Linked DNA regions of Gossypium hirsutum: region 2 is linked to region 1. A link is a contact called in public Hi-C data. All regions are on one chromosome and are shown on one strand. Each heading gives the region's core, a stretch centred on a gene start, on an enhancer-like site or on the middle of the called end of the contact. The rest is flanking DNA. Distances are from core to core; before and after follow the strand shown.

Region 1 (3,316 bases), core at 100-2,599:
GTCGTCTCTTAGTGAACCCGATGCAGAACATTCTCAAAGTGTAACTGTCAGTTGTCTTTACGTCCACATGAGCTTCAATCAAAGTTTGCCATTTACGCACCAATGACCTCAGTTTGTCAGTTGTAAAATTCATTCCCTGGATATTCAGAATGGGAAATAAAGCAACTTGGTTAATTTATGAACAGAAACAACAATGAAAAAATGAAGTAACCAAAGATAAATTATATTTATCATACCCAAAAGTTGGTCAAAACATTTTTTCCTTGAACATCTTCAGCTCTCAAACGAATCTTTCTGTAAGCATGATCCTCATCACCTCCTTGAAGATCAGCCAGTGAGACCTCAAACACACGGTGCTTGAGTCCTTCTGAAGCAATCTGTCAGTAAAAAAACACATTTCAAGTTAGAACTCCCAAGTGTTCAAATTCCATTTTGCTTGATAATGGAACATATTAGGCTTCTATAAGTTTAGTAGATGAAAAAGAAATGACTATTCAACATTTCAGCTTAACAACCATTACCTACTACATAACCCTCAGCTCAAAGATGGAATTCCTCATTTAATTAACAACATAGCAAAACATCAAATAGCAGGAACGATCAACATAACATTAAACTCCGCTATCATCATTTCCAGGAAAGATGGAAATGTCATAACACTAGAACAAGTATACAATGCGCGGAGAGTCTGAATGAAACAAAATTTTCACTCATGTTCAAAATATCCAAGAAGCTTATATACAATACAGAGCAATCATTTTCAAAACAGTGAAAGTAAATAACAAGTTAAAAGAAGAAAACGTACCTTGGTACCCTGAGTACGGGTAACAAGAGTCTTCCCAACATTTCTGGTAGTAAAAACTGATGGAGCCTTGATATCATACCAATCCTTCTTAGCAAATGGATCAGCCCTAAAGAAAACCCAACCAAAAATAAAAAATCAACACTCAACAAACATCTCTTTCTAAAATACACGAAACATGATTAAAGCTAAAATGAAATTGTAAAATAATACTCACGCCTTCTTCTTTCCTCCCTTCTTTCCCTTGGAAATCCTCTTGTTCTTCCTATATTACAACACAGAGAAAGAACCCAAAAATCACACACATCAGATAAAGGAAAAGAAACAAGATATATGTATTAATAATGGGAAAGATTAAAGAGAGAAAAATGAGCACCCGACAGCCATTGTCGAAACTTTGCAGGTTAGCTACGATATGCAAACGGCCGCTGGAGCTACAACTTCTTCAGTGCTTAAAACCCTAGTTTTATGTATGGGTTTATATAGGAATAAACACTTTTGGGCTTTTAGTCGCTCACTGAGAGGTATTGGTCTTTTCAGCAAATCCAAATCGATTCGATTAAAATTTTAAACCCATTTAATTGTAGATTTGGGGCCTTTTAGTTTTATTGGAATTTTTAATTTTAATTGAATCGTCTCCTATCCAATTTAAAAAAGTAGTCTTGAAATTCGGTGTACATCTCAATTTCAATTTCAATTTCTTTAATAAAAATTTATTTATAAACTATAATTCTCCTTTGGATTAATACTTAATTTATCTTTTAAATTTCTCTAAAAATATTTAGTTATATCTAAATTCTTTTTTTTACTTAGTTGGAAGTTGAATTTGTATTCTGTCACACATTATTTCAATTTGTTAACATCGTTAATTTTTTAAGAGTTCAAATATAATTCACCCCTGAACTTGTCCAAAGTTAACTAGATGGTATATGAACTTGTTTAAAAAGCATCTAGTTGGTATTTGAGCTTGCTCAATAACTTCTACTTTTTAAAATTAATTTTATATTTTTTAAAATATTTTTAATTTATGTATACCACGTGTCATACTGATAGATTCCCACGTGTCACTATAAAATTGGTCATCAATGTCACATCAGCACAAATAGGAGTGAGCATTCGATCGAATCGAATCGAATCGAATCGAATCGAAAATTTTCGAGTTAATCGAGTTTTCGAATCTCATTTTATCATCCTAACTATATTTGAAGTTTTCTCGAATCGAGTCGAGTGAGATGGAATTCGAATCGAATCGAATCGAATATATTTGTTCGAGTTAAATTTTAAAAAATAATTTTGGGTCCTTGTAACCATTATCATTCATCGTAATAAAATTTGTCCACTTAATCAAATTTTTTATTAACTTTTATCACTTCATAATTTATTTATTAATTTTTTATATATTGGTTAGCTTCTTTGCTTGCTTAGTTGTTTCAATTATCTTCAGATTCTTGTCACTATGTATTTTAGAATTAAAAAATATATTAAATGTAAAAATATAATTTTTTTAATAAAAGTTATTTTAAAAATAAAATTTGAAATTGATACCAATATAAAATTTTAACACGAATATTTTATGGCATAATTAATAATTCAATTTTAATATAAATATTCAATATGACTAAACAATTCAATAATATAAATAATATAAAATGTGAAATTTAATTTAATAATATAAATAGTAGATATAAATAAAATTATTACTATTTATGTTTAGTGATTTTTTTAGATAATTTTAATTTTTTATTTGAGAGTTAAGGGTGATAAGTAAAAGTTTAAGAGAAAAATAAAAAGTTTTGGAGAATAAAAGTTTGAGGGAAAGTAAATAGAGAGAGTAAAATTTTAAAGGAAAAATATTTAAAAAAAATTGAAGGGTGAAGGTTTGGGATAGATGGAAGGTGGGATGGGAAGTGAATAAAAGTTTTAGGAGAAAAGTGGGAAGGAGTAAAAATTTTGGGCGAAAATAAAAGATTTTGATAGTTTTGGGAAGTAAAATTTTGAGAAAAAATAAATAGGAGAGTAAAATTTTGGTGGGAAATGGATTTTGGGTAGATTAAAGGGTTGGGAGGGGAGTAAAAGTTTTGGGGGGAAAGTGGGAAGGAGTAAAAGTTTTGAGGGAAAAGTAAAAAAGTTTGAGAGTTTGGGGTAAAAATGTAAAATATTATAGTTTGATATTCGAATTATTCGAGTTATTCGAATTCAAAAACTCAATTCGATTCGAACTCGAAATTCGAAAAAAAAATTCGAGTTGATTCGAATAACTCGATTCGTTTAACTCGAAATTCAAATTTTTTTTTTCTATTTTTTCGAGTCAGCCTATGCACAAACTAATGATGTTAGTGCGGAGGTACCAACCTAAGTGATGGAAAACAAATTCAAGTACCAACCACGTACAAAAAAAAGTTTAGGTACCAATTTGGTACTTTTGGCCAAATTCAAGTGACAAACTACATGTAATACCTAATTATTGCCCGGGGCCCAAAACTGTTTACAGCCCACATTTGGCCAAATACAAAC
Region 2 (3,290 bases), core at 453-2,952, 590 kb before region 1:
GAGAAAGTAAAGAGGTACAATTGCTAGGGGCACCTAACTAACTGGTTTTAGTTTACCAGTAATATGAATGTGTTGATGACAAGACAATGCAGTCATATCTATTGTACTACTACATTTTTTTAAAGAAAGTTATTTTATTGAGGGATCAGGGAAATGAACAGATTAACATCATAAATAGGTTTGGGAAAAACCAATAAAGTTACAAATTTTAGGAAACTAAATAAATCTAAAATTTTTCAGGCGTATATAACTTTAAACTGTACCTCTATATCCTTTCTCTGATACCATTTCCCTTTCAACATGAACTCTTCATCCAAAAGATCACTTTCTGGATTGTATTCAGCTCTGCCACCAAACAATAATGCCCATTAGAAATTGGGTACAATAATATTCAGTCTTAAATTAATGATGTCCCAAACGTGTTCATTAAAAAAGATTTTGACTATCTTTTGATTCACTTATCTTTCTTGTTTAATATCTCATGAAAGGATCTCAGTGCCCTTTCCATAAGTCTGCTGATTATATACCATCTTATCTCCAGCATAGAACAGCGTTACAACAATATGCTTAAAGCCAGATGACTTATGTTTCTAAATTTCTGGCTATAGTTTTACATTCATGAAGATATAATCTTACCAATAATAGTCTAAATTCCACAGCTAAGCTGAACAAACTATAACTTACAGTATTTATTATTATTATTATTAATCCAAACATAAGTCTAACAGAAAACAATAACAAAATCACCCAAAGACTCGCATGCCAGAACCCATGAAAGGTTTGAAATTCAAATACCCACAACTCCCATAACAAGAGAAAAATAATATATATTTATATATGCACAAGAAAAGAAAATTACACAAAATTAATAAAATTAACCAAATCAAGAGCCAACAGAAAGCCATCACAAATAATCAGACATGCTCTGAAATTATGGAAAGATCATAGGGAACCACGAAGTAACGTAAATTATAAAATTCCAACGGTAAGAGCCCTATAATAACAATAATAATCACCCAGGTATGCTTGCTTAGAAACTGATCAACATGAATACAAAAATAAAAACTTCAAATCTGATGCTATATAAAAGGGGTGCAAGTAAAAAGCAATGGTTTTCTTTTCTCTTAAATTTCAAATCCCAATTTTTCCTTTCTCTTAACAACTTTCCTCGTCAGCCAAATGGAACAGATCATAAAAAATAAAAAAAAAATTAAATTTTATAAAAAAAAGGGAAACAAGATCGTAAAAGAAAATTTTAAAAAAATTAAATTCAACAAAAAGGGAAACAAGGTAATTTTTTTCCAAAAAAAGTAAAATTAAAAAAGGAAAGATTACTACCTGGGAGGGCGTATTATGAAGTTAACAAGCTGCTCCATAGATTTCCAAAAATGATAACTAAAGTGATCTGGGCTGTGCTGTTCTTGTTGAGTTAATGATGTTTCCAAAACCCAACAACAAAAACCTAGAGTTTGCGAGAAGAAATTCTATTATACTATTATGATAAAGAAAAGAAAAAGACAGCAGCGGATCAAAGAAAAAAGAACCTTGCGATGAGTAAAGAAAAAGGGTTTTCTTTGAAGAAGAAGAACAACAACTTTGTCAAATGTTGTTGTTGCTGTTGATGTTTCCCGAGTTTCTTTCTTTCCTTCCTTCAAAAACGAAATGTTTTTTTAAAATAATAATTTTTTGGTTTTCGTTGCCATGCCAGCCCAACCAAGTGTCTTAATCTTTGCCTCTCTGGCTGTTTGCACGTGCTCAAGAAGTTGGTACGTGTTTGAGAGTGAGTTGGGACTGAAAGTAATTGGGTTAGAGGTCTTGATAAGTGGAGCCCAACCGATTTTCTTGTTACACTTTTACTCGGGTTGGGTTGGGTTGGGTTTTTGGATTTTTTTATCGTTTATTATAATTTGGTTATCCGCCTAATTTTTTATTTTTATCTTTTATTTTTAGATTTATTTGGAAAAAAATTATTTTATGATTTTTTATTATTACTCGGCAAAATTTTAAAGAATTTTTATAAATATTTATAAAAATTAATAATTTTTCAAGTAAATAAAAATAATCAATACCTTTTATATATGATTTTTTATAGAGTTTTTAAGTTACTCTCACTATTTTAAATTAAAATATTTGTTTTTATCATAAAAATTAAAATTAATTATAAATTAAATAAAAATAGAATACAATTTAGTTTCGAGTAGTCATAGTTTTTAAACTTACATTCTATAAATCATCCAAACACTTTGGTTTGAGTCAGTTTTTATTTTTTCTTGATTTGTGCTACTTCTACTCATAAACTCTCAAACCCTTAAATTAAAAGAAATACATGCTTAAACATGTTCAAACCCAAGACCTCTTAAGTATTGCAATAGCAACGATGTCAACTGAGCTAAAGATCAACGAGCCGAATCGATTTTCAAATTTATTGTTTAAGGTTTTTTGTCATAATTATTTTAGTTTACCAAACTCCAATCAAATATTTTTACCATTCAGAAAAGGTTTAAATAAAAAATTGACCACCAAATTATAGCCTTTTTCCTACTTAGCTACCTTTTATTTTATTTTTTTGACATAAAGTGATACTTAAACTTTGATTATATTACTAATTTTGATCCAAACCGTTCCGCCATTTAAAAAAAATGTTAGATCTAATTAAAATGTGAAACATATCATTTTTAATTAAATAAGAATTTTTAAATAAAAAATTAATTAAACATTATATTTTTTATTTTCTCTCATTTCCCTACATTTCATCATTTTCTTTCTCATCCTTTATCCCCCAAAGAGGTGTTCAAAGTCCCATCCACCCTCTTTATTGTCTTTAGTCACCTCCTTATCTTTCAAAATTGCATTGATTACATCTGACAAAAACTGATATAAGGTTGCGCGTGGACCAAGATCGAGTTGCCAAGACACGAGAAACTCCTATGAAAGGCCCTAGACGAACAGATCTGAAAACACAAACAAAGATTAAGATTAAACCGAATCAGATTTGAATTTAAATCCCCAAATTCAATTACAAGAGCAGCAAGAAACAAAGAAATAGAATAGATGACTCAAACGAAATTGGAAGTATAGAAAGAATGCGAATCGGCCAACAAATTGATTTGGCCAAGAATGCCCAAATTCCAGCAGTCGAATTTTCACCCAACACGTGGAAATAGCAATCGGCAAAACCCTAGAAATTGGGGAAAACTTGAATCGATTTAGGAGCTGCCAACAAGAGATCAATTAAACGAAGAGTTCTTGGAGTTTAATCAAGGCTGAAACACAAACAAGAACAGCAAAAG

What was found. Hi-C and Micro-C count contacts between places; a contact is called where the count stands out from the background.
Region 2: a Hi-C map of leaf shows a contact between it and region 1, with 1.9 times the contacts expected there. The contact joins the promoter of LOC107914863 here to the promoter of LOC107914996 in region 1. A contact is called at or near these places in 2 of 34 Hi-C or Micro-C datasets (callus and leaf).

Annotation. Positions count from the first base shown.
Region 1 is chrD10:34,875,031-34,878,346 of Gossypium_hirsutum_v2.1, reverse strand. LOC107914996 (40S ribosomal protein S3a) reads right to left here and starts at 1,349. Exons shown (of 7, transcript XM_016844080.2): 1 at 1,179-1,349; 2 at 1,020-1,067; 3 at 806-911; 4 at 237-377; 5 at 1-136. The coding sequence starts at 1,189. It overlaps LOC107915842 (a long non-coding RNA gene), which reads right to left. Exons shown (of 2, transcript XR_001689293.2): 2 at 3,191-3,316.
Region 2 is chrD10:35,466,879-35,470,168 of Gossypium_hirsutum_v2.1, reverse strand. LOC107914863 reads right to left here and starts at 1,702. Exons shown (of 15, transcript XM_041102560.1): 1 at 1,545-1,702; 2 at 1,339-1,462; 3 at 264-345. The coding sequence starts at 1,376.